2 separate regions of the Larimichthys crocea genome follow, and region 2 is linked to region 1. Evidence: chromatin contacts called from public Hi-C data. All regions are on one chromosome and are shown on one strand. The core of a region is the stretch at or near the end of the contact, and the rest is flanking DNA. Distances in the headings are between cores, read along the strand shown. Region 1 holds the start of znf423 (zinc finger protein 423). Region 2 holds the start of si:ch211-212o1.2 (transmembrane protein 189).

Region 1 (4,981 bases), core at 1,960-4,459:
ATTTTTTACAATGAGTTTCAAGTTTCGTGGCCTCCATAGTTACTCCTTCACGCTAGGAAGGAGAGGGTGAGGCGAGGGTGTTGTAATCGGCAACTCCGCTAAATACCACTAACCACCAGAAATATACAGTAATTGGCTGTAAATGTGATTTCATCAGACCTGATGCTGCGTGGTTACATTTACAGAACATATTCATGAAACCACACTACAAGTTTCTGGCACTTTATTTTCTGCGTCATAGTCTGGCGCTCTCACATTCCACACCACTGTAAAACAGACTGCTGTTAAGGTATGAAATCTTTAAGCCAAATCCCCATTTTTTTGGGGGCTGTAATTCTACATCTGCCCCCGGTTTATTCCATTGATGTCCTGTCTGTATCAATTCCCACTGCATGTCTGTTGGCCCGACTTATTCAGTAGCTGATACTTGATATTCTCTTGTTGTGTGTGTGTAAAAAAAAGCCAAATCCGCACGGAGATGACAGAGGGTGTAATCGCCAGCTATGTGATTTAACAATACGACTCTTAGAAGCTATTCAGACTGGGGCCTGTCCTTGACCCTTAAGGAGCTTGTAATGTGGGCTTTTTTCCCACTCTTTGTATTTACCGGCAGAAACGAGGAGGGGGCACAGGGTTGGAGGGGGGGACCAACCACTGAGTGAGGGCTTTTGCCCCTCCATGCCAGCGGCAGTCACACTGGGGGAGCTATGCAAGCGTGCACACACACACACACACAAACAGAAATGCACACACGGGTTTCGGGTGAAGGCAGAGGGGAGATGGAGGGGGAGAGGGAGCACAGAGACAAGAGCCCCCCACCTTCCAGAGCCCAGCAGGGGGTCAATCTTAAAGGCTGCTCTGTCTCTCCGTGGGAGGATGGGGCGAGGGGGGGGAGGCTCAATCTGCGGAGGGCAGTGGTCCTGCTGGTTAGCACAGGGAGCTCCACGTTACCCAGTTATCCATGACAACCAAAGAGAGGGAGAGAGAGAGAACATGGAAAAGCTCAGCTGCGGTCAGAGAGCGCTCAGTTGGAGCAGAGTGTGAAGAACAAAGCACCCAGTGATTTTCATTTTTTCCCCTCTTTGTCTGCTTTATATTGTCCACAGACGTGTCCCTTCTTTTCTTTACTGGAAATAAAGGAGCTTTGAAGAAGAGGCACAAACACACACACACATGCATGCATGGACACACACACACATGCATGCACACACTGGTGTGGCTAATTGAATTATGTTTATACAGTAAGTCAAACGGTTTATTTTCACTCTGCCCTCCTATGTGGAAAAAAGAAAGAAAAGAAAATTGGTTTCTTCTTAGACGAAGCTGCAAAGCAAAAAAAAAAAAAAGGGGCAACGGAGGACACGGAGGTGTTTTCTTTTAAAGGAAATGCCCTCAGCAGATTTTTAAAACATCACCGTACAACACGGAGGGCCGAAACAGACGTTTCATGTGGTCTCCATCAAAAAAAAAAGAAAAAAAAAGTAGTGGAAAATGTTCATTTCGCACGGATAGGTTCTGCTCAGCCTTAAATGAATAGGCTTAAACTAATCCTGTGAAACACTGTCCGAGAGAAATTAAGCCACCACAAATGAAGTGAAAAACGCCCCAAGAAACGGGGAGATGAGAACACGTCTGACAAATCCTGTGACGAGATGAAACATTACAGAGTCAATCCACGTCTGTACGAAGCACTGAGTCAACCAAATGCAGTTCAGCTTTAAAGCCTTAAAGTGCAGAGTAGTGTACGTTTGTATCGGGGTATGTAAATAAAAGAGGAAGTATTTATATGTGAGTGTGTTAAGATACCAACAGAGTGAAATGAATATAAGATAAAGATAAGTGTACGTTGGGACTGCAGAGGAACTTTGCAGTTTTTGGATGTTTACATCTCAACGAGACATTACTTTAATGATAAATAAATGACTTATTAGTTCATTATCTTCGGTGATTCAAGCTGAAGGTGAAGACTCAAGTTATAACTTTCTTAACTCCCCCCCAGAAAAACATTAAAGGGGGATGGATATGTTTCCCTCCAACAGCTGCAACAATCTGAGGTGAATTTCTATGAAGCAGCTGACAAAACGAAGAAACAAAATCCCAGGAAATGTGTTTTTTTATACAAATAGTGAGAAGAGCGCCTTTAACTACAGTAGGTAGGCGTTGTAGTTGCTGATTGCAACCCCCTCGCCTCATCCTCTCCTTGTCCTAGTGCAGTGGTTCTTAACCTGGGTTCGATCGAACCCTAGGGGTTCGGTGAGTCGGTCTCAGGGGTTCGGTGGAGCCTCCGCCCTGGAATTTTTTATACCATTTGTTACAACATATCTTTGTGAGCAATCGTTTTCGAGGATGCTGGACATAAAAACTAAGAAAAGGAACAGACTTTGCTGTGAAAATGACATGAGGCTGGCACTTGCCAAGGTGAAGCCACGCATATCTGAACTGGTCTCTCAAAGGCAACAGCAGAAGTCACACTGAGGTAAGTTGTTGTGAGTTCATGCACTGTGTTGGTTTTGTTATTTGAACAAGGTGATGTTAATGCACGGTTCATTTTGTGCACCAGTAAAAAAAAAAAATCATATTTTATTTTTTACTAAAGAAGGGTTCGGTGAATGAGCATATGAAACTGGTGGGGTTCGGTACCTCCAACAAGGTTAAGAACCACTGATCTAGTGTGAAGGAGAAAGTAGAGGATCATGTTAAACACGCCAAAAACAAAACATGAAAGTTTGTGAGTTTTACGGTGGAAAGCGTGTGTGGGGTTCATTCTGAGGTAACATGACGACACACGAATGAAAACAGAGTCATGCGTCTTATGTAACATGTAAACAAAGCGAGTATAAGGAGACGGCGCTTGCTTTGAGGAGCAGAGGTACACAAGGATGGAGAGTGACATGTTGTGACGCCGCCCGATTTAGACCTACACACCCAAACACCAGGTGACACCAGGACTGTCCATCACTCCAGATCACAAACCCCGTCTTGGTTCTTAAACTTGCACCTTTTTCTTTTTTAAAGTTCAGCACCTCTTCCACATCCCACTTCAATCCAAGTCCACATTTTCCCTCTGCCTCCTTCCTCTGTATTCTCAGAGTCCCTGTTGTAGTTGTGCGTATCATCCACAGCCAGGCGCTGTTGCCTAACACTCCCCCCTCTCTCTCTCTCTCTCTCTCCCTCCCTCCCCTCTCTCCCTCTCTCTCTCTCTCTCTCTCTCCCGTCAGCCCAGCCTGCCTCTCTCTCCTGCCTCTCTGCCTCAGCCAACCCGGGCTGTGCCGAGCTGCTCCCTGCGGGATCAGAGCGCTCCCCCGCCGGGACCCTTCTCTCACATCCCCCTGCTGGGACGCGGCTACATTTCCAGCCAAGCACTGCCTGCCTTGGCTTTATTATGTGTGTCTGCGCCGCAGCCCCGCCAGCAGAGGCAGGCAGAGGAGGAGGAGGGAGACTGGTAGCCAGAGTCAGGACAAAGAAAAAGCAGGGAGACAGAGGCTAGCGAAGGGTTAGACTGCGAGAAACACCAGGCTGCGAACCGGGGCTTTGAGAAATATTAACAAAAAGGGGAAAAGTGGGTAGAATAAGCGGTGTTCCCCTCGGGGGTGGAGATGCAGGGGAAGAGCGCAATGTCCATGCCACCAGACCACCACCACTACCACCACCACCACCTCCACCAACACCAATGCCTAGTGTAGAATAAGCGGGACGGAACACGGGAAGGCTGGTCGGTTCGGGTCGGTGCCGCTCACCTGGAAGGGGACAGAAAAAATAGTTTCGATAAACTAAATAAAAGACGAAGACGCGGAGGAGAGCGGAGGAAGGGGAGGGAGAGGAAAGAGGAGAAGAAGGAGAAGAAGAAGGAGGAGAAGCCACGTTTCGGTTCGGTCCGTGCTGCTCCTCACCTGGACGGGTCACGTTAACCGCTCGTGACACCTCCAACCTCGCCTCGCGCTCGGACTGTCACTTTTCCAGATCACCGCGCGGAGCTTTTTTTTTTTTTGCTCAGGTGTTCGCTCGCTCGCTCGCGCGCGCGTGGCTTCTTTTTGGCTTTGGGCAGCTCGCGCCCCCCCGTGCTGGATAAAAAAAGAAGAAAGAAACAAAACAGACAATAAAATAAAAAAAGAAAGAAAGAGTGACGCTGTTAACGGAGAGGAAGGAGGGCAGAGCGGACGGGAAGTTGTCCCCTCGTTTATTCTACAGGTTGCGTGAGCTCCAGCCACCGCAACAAAAAAAAAAAAAAAAAAAACGCACCAGAGGAGCCGCGCGCCGCCACCTCCACCTCCTTCAACCGGAGCCGCGCGGTCACTCCACCGGCTCCAGAGGTGCGTTTCTGCGGGGTTTGCTGTCGCCGGGCTCGGAGGCTGAAGCTGCCGCATTGCAACAGGCGAAGCAGCAGCAGCAGAGAAGCGGTGGAGCTGCTGGTGGAGGAAGAAGAAGGAGAGATAACCCGACTGTGTCCGCCTGCATGGTTAGCTGAAAACACGGAACGGAACAGAAAATAATTAGAGAATAAAACTAGAAATAATAATAACAATAAAAATAAAAATAAAAGCAGCTCGGCAGCAGAGATGTCCAGACGGAAACAGGCCAAACCTCGCTCCGTTAAAGGTAAGAAATGTTTATTTTGAAGCTCATAAAAAAAAAAAGTCTTGTTGCCTGTCGGCTAATTGAATTGAATGTGCCCCTGAAGGCTTGCAGCCACTCTGAATCACCGTCTCTTACCTTTTAACAATTAGTGTGCTGCCTCCACTTTCACCCTGATTGTTTGCAAGGAGAGAAAAGTGATGAAATCAAAAAAGAAGCTGCAGCTGCCACACTGTCACAGTCACAGGATGATTTACTGTTTTTTTTCTTTTTGTTGTAAATTCACTTGCACACATGTAATCTGGATTATTCCCATGCTGTTGTGATGCTGCACTGCTAAAATCTGACCCCCACCCTCCCCTCCCTCAAACATGACTCACAATGACTCCAAAATAATAATTTAAAGTCC
Region 2 (5,239 bases), core at 1,979-4,478, 140 kb after region 1:
GCCAATTTCTTTGATTTTTTCTTTCTGCCATATGCGCTTATTTTTCTTTTTGTTTTCATTTTTGTACCTTTTCATTTCTCGCCGTAAGTAGGTACTTGTGCTGTGTTGTGATTGTTTGCCAGTCGTAATATTCCTGAGTTTTTTTTTTCTCTCTCTCTCTCTCCCCTTCCCCAACTCTCCTTTTTATGATTATTGTTATATATTTTTTTTTCCTTTTTGTAATTACTATGAAAAAAAAAAAAGACATCAAACAAAATAAAGTGCAGAAAACCGTTTCTTTTTTTGGATTGAGTTTTCCAGTCTCTATGGGGCCTATAATGGTTATTGTAAAAATGAATATCATCGATTTCAGTGCGTCTGGTCAATGACTGCTTTTTAAATGTGAATTAACCAGATTGCAATAATCTAGTACAGACAAAAAAAGATAAAACAAATAAATAAATGACAAATAAAGAACTTCTGTGTGACGTGCGTTTGTTCAAAGGAAAAGTGAATCTGTGAGCGTGTCATCAATCACTAATATTTGCAATATTCAGCTGCAGGGATGCGTGGGAATTCTCACGAGGATGGTTCGGAGCTACACGTGAAGGTTCAACAGTTCAGTTCAGCAGCATATTTCAGAGTATTTAACGTAATGCCATAAAACATTAAAAGATATTCTATATGTGTGGTTCCCAACACAGGTGTTAAGACTGTTCTGTTCGTCCTCGGGTCTGAATCCGAGTCACGCTGCACGTTCCAGCACAGTGAAAGTCCCCGTATTCACTCTGCTCGGTGTTGGTGTCGCCGCTGTGTAAAGCCTTCTGTACATCTACAGTATTAAATAGCTACAAGCAACGCTACACCCGCAGCTCCATCGTGTAACATGAGGTAACTCACCTCAGACTGCACCGACATTAACGAGTCGGTTTCAGATTTCCTTTGAGGTAACACCGTGCGACTGTAATCTTTGAGACGCAATTACCGTAGAAACATCACCCGCGGTTTTAAAAAACCGAGGGATTTAGCAACGGGGACAAAGTTAATGTTGACCAATTCACACACCGATGCATGGAGAATACTGATAATGTTACACAGAGTGGAACAATTCAACATTCCTCCAGGACGCAGGCTGTCATTTTACCCAGAGATCCATCACACTTTGCTGTATCCACTGATGGAAAAAGACACATGCTGCCTGGTTTTAGTTCATTGTGTGTGTATGTCGGTGAACAGCTGTCAACCAGTGCTGCAAATAATCTTAGTAGAGTCAGGTTGAACCGAGTGCTTCGCCTGTTCTGGCTTAGATAGCAGGAGCACACGGATATTAGAAGTTACAGAACGTATCAGACTTGAAATATGAATGAATCAAGGATCAAGAGTATAGGTGGAGTTCAAATTGACCAGTAACAGCAGTTATTGAGCATTAGCAAATTATTATATCTTAGTTTGGTGTGGAACACACTGCAAAATATGAGTTTAATGAGTGTAATAGGTTTAGCAAATTGTTACATGTCATTGGACAACTGCCTACTTCCATATCCAGCAGACACAGAGCATCAAGATTTATCTTCAGGCAATTTGATGATTTGATGAAATAAGGTTTAGTGGATCAAACAAATACTTAGACCTGGTGTGAATGAGCAATGAGACACAGTAAAATGATCAGCTACAGGTCTTTAAATCCAAATAATGAGATACTGAAAGCAAACGCTGCACAGACATGGTTACCTCTCAGGATCAGAATCTGGAATCATGGATTTTTCTTGGTGTATTGGTGCTTGAATATAAACTGTAGCTGTTTTTAATGATGAAATAAAAGTGATGTACAGCCGTGGGCAGCTCCAGTTGGGAAGAAACATTTCTTATGGCATGAATTTTCCAGGTCCAGGTGGATCGTAGCCTCTAGTTTGCGAACATGCTTCAGGGTCTTGGAGGTGTGCAGGTCCTGGAGTTGTCACCATCTCAGCAGATCAAATGATACACTGCTCTTGTCCTTGGCGGTAGCAGCTGCACATTTGATGGTGATGGCAGAGGAGAGGATGGACTCAGCTGATACAGGGAGTACATCCTCTGCTGAGCTTTCCTGACGAGGGAGCTGATGTTCTGTGTCCGCTGAGAGTCCTACAGGCTGATGGAGGCAGGTGACACTCCGCTGTCTTCAGAGTCTTGAGCTCTAAGTTGTTCTTCCTTCACAAGGTCACCAGATGGTCAATCTCCCACCCCCCCAAATGAGAGTGGTGTGGTTCCCAAACTACAGGAGTTTGACAGATTAATGACCGGAGGTGCAGCTGTTGTACAGAGAGAAGAACTCAGCCTTGAGGGGAAGAACCGGTGCTGATGGTCCGTGAGTCAGAGAGCTTCACATGCTGCCTCCTGTCAGACAGACAGGAAGTGATGTGGTGGTAAATAAGATGTTAGGGAAACCACAGAATTCATCCTGATGGGGTCATGAATGTGTGAACCAAAATCAGTTCAATCCATCCAGTAGTCCTTGAGACATTTCCCACAAAACCACAAATGTCATTCTCACGGTGACAGTGGAGGAGACGTCAGAGCATCATTAAAGTCAGCAGAGGCATCTTCTGGGGACCATGAACTTTTGTTCAGCATGAATCAAAGCCTGGCTCGTGCTGTTCAAAATGTTCTAACATCTAAAAGATGTTTCACTGGACATGTGAAAAGGGTTCGAGCAGCTGGGTATGTTGTCATCTGCACGGCTAAAAGTTGAGTCTTTCTACAGTACATTCCTTAAATATTGTTATAATTATTATCTGTGTAACATTCAGAAAACCTTTGTTAATAATAATAATAATGACACGTTTGGGCGCTAAGTGACCTGCAGTCAACATCATTCCTGGACATGGGTAAGAAATGACTGAACTCTGAAATGAACACTGCACTGGATGCTGATTAATAAATGACACACGTCAGATTTCATGTTTCATATTCATCATGTTTCCATATTTTATTTGGATCAGTCTGACACAGACTGTCGTTTACAGTGTTGCCAACTTTCTCAAGACGACATAACAAAGGCGGGTAATATTATTCAAATATTACATTATAATAATTCATTGTCGCACGTGCTGCACAGGTAGGAGCGGGTCCTCTTTCATGTGGATCCATTTTTCTGCACGTGCATCATCATCAGGCACTTAAAGCTCACGTGTCCAGGGATGAAATCATTTTGTCTTTTTATTAATAAATGTTTGACTAATATATGATTTGATTCCCCACACACACACATCCTTTCCACTTTTTATCAGAACTGCAAAATGCAGACGGTCCCTGCAGCCGACATGACAGTTGAGCTGGATGCATTAATAAAGTTTATTGTAATAAAGGCTCGTGCAGCTGTGTTATTAAACTGTGTGAAATATGATGCACGCGGTCTCTCTCCGTGTCAAACAAACAGCGGCTCGTGAGAGAAGCTGCAGCCGATCAGAGCGCGTCAAAGCCGGGATGCGTGTCAGCGCAGCTCCGTGTGTTTCCGGGTGGTGCGCGGCTGCTCCGGTCCAACATCACCTGGTCCAGCCTCCCTCCTGCATCCATCCGTGCGTCCGTCCATCCATCCACAAACAACCCAACAACCAGTCTGATCTATAATTGATGTCTTATCGCTGAGAGTCAAAGCGCGGAGAGGCAGCGAGCAGCGGAGTCATGGCGGCGTCGCTTCTCTCCGAGACCGACATCAGGCACCGGTCCATGGCGGAGGAGGATCCGAACGGGAACGAGCACGGGTCGGCTGCACGCAGCGCTGCGCCTCGCTGGGGTCCGCAGCACGCCGGGGCCCGGCAGCTGGCGAGGCTGTACTCTCCCGGTGAGGACCCGGTTATTGTGGCTGTGTGTGTTGCTGTCGGTGTGTTTGTCGGTAACGGGGTTAGGAATGAGACGTGGTGACAGGAAGAGGCCTGGAACTGCACAGTGCGACATTAGGGTGATGGTGATGATGATGATGATGATGATGATGAAGCTGCTGGCTCCACACTCACATGTGATTTCTGAATGATCACTGAGATGCATGTGTGGTTCTTATTGTGCATGCAGCAGGACACAGTGTGAAGGCCTGCACCATCATCCAGCAGCATCACTACTTATTTAACTTGTACTCAAGGCTCCTGGAAAGTTTGACTTCATCCTGCCTGGAAACTCCACTGTGCAGTGCATTCATGTAACTCAATGATCAGGATCTGAAAATCTGTATCTACTGACCCTCTGTCACCAACTGCTGGTGACTCGTCCAGGGCGTACCCGCCTGATAGGGGAAAGCGGTTCTGGAATATGGACCGATTGATGGATTTACTGACCCCCTCATGAACTATAGAGGTTAGGGCACTCGCTGGCTGTTGTGTGTCATTCACATGGATGGAATATAGAACTGGATGGATGGATGGATGGATGGATGATGGTTGTGGCCCACTAAATAAATGTTCTCAGTTTAAGGGAAGTTTTCCAAATGTGAAACTTTCCTGGATTAAACATTGTAATCGAGGTGTCCTGTACTCGGCAAATCTGGAAGCAAAGCCGAGAGTCGGTTCCAGTTCTTATGATACATTCACGGTCTCGCACTTTATTTCCTGTCATCATCACGGTACTGTTGGCTATTAAAGGCGTAATATACCCAAAACATCTTGAACACGTTCACTGAACCTGGTACAAGTCTGTCCATCAACCACGTTTTTGGTTTTATAGAGATTTCTTCAATCAGCTTTGCTCTGTTGGCCTGTTAAACATTTTGTTGATGTAAAATCAGTTTGTAATGTTGCTGTGCCAGGGTGATCCTTTTTGTTAAAGGGGCATTCAACAGATTCTAACACATCAGGATCAGTTTATTCATCACAGAGTGCGTCTCGGCCTGTAAAAGCTCTTGTATGGCTCTGCAGGGAGCTCTCTGAAGCTTTAATTGGAAGCTTGTCTTCAAATCGGGGCTGTGGAGTTTGAAGACATGGACATTTTCTAGGGATGAACATTTTAACATAAGTTGCTATGGAGTTGCATCATGGGAAATGTAGGCTATAAGGTTTCAGGATATCTCTCCACATGTTTTATATCTGCAGTCAGGTAAACGCCTTCAGTCCCGCAGTATTAATGGGTAGATTTAAACGCCAGTGAAGTTGTTGCCTTTAGGAGCGGCGTTTAGTCCCAGAATAAAATCAATGTCTGTGACACACTCTACAGCGGTAATGCTCAAATCCGGTCCTCGGGGTCCAAAGTGTTGCTGCTTTCCTTTTTCCCCCCTCATAGTTTAAAATTCACC

What was found. Hi-C and Micro-C count contacts between places; a contact is called where the count stands out from the background.
Region 2: a contact with region 1 is called in a Hi-C map of muscle, with 5 times the contacts expected there. The contact joins the promoter of si:ch211-212o1.2 here to the promoter of znf423 in region 1. A contact is called at or near these places in 2 of 7 Hi-C or Micro-C datasets (both in muscle).

The regions. Positions count from the first base shown.
Region 1 is chrXXI:8,993,981-8,998,961 of L_crocea_2.0, forward strand. znf423 (zinc finger protein 423) reads left to right here and starts at 3,210. Exons shown (of 22, transcript XM_027272576.1): 1 at 3,210-4,596. The coding sequence starts at 4,557.
Region 2 is chrXXI:9,134,315-9,139,553 of L_crocea_2.0, forward strand. si:ch211-212o1.2 (transmembrane protein 189) reads left to right here and starts at 3,229. Exons shown (of 6, transcript XM_027272532.1): 1 at 3,229-3,802. The coding sequence starts at 3,643. znf423 (zinc finger protein 423) reads left to right here. Exons shown (of 22, transcript XM_027272576.1): 22 at 1-453.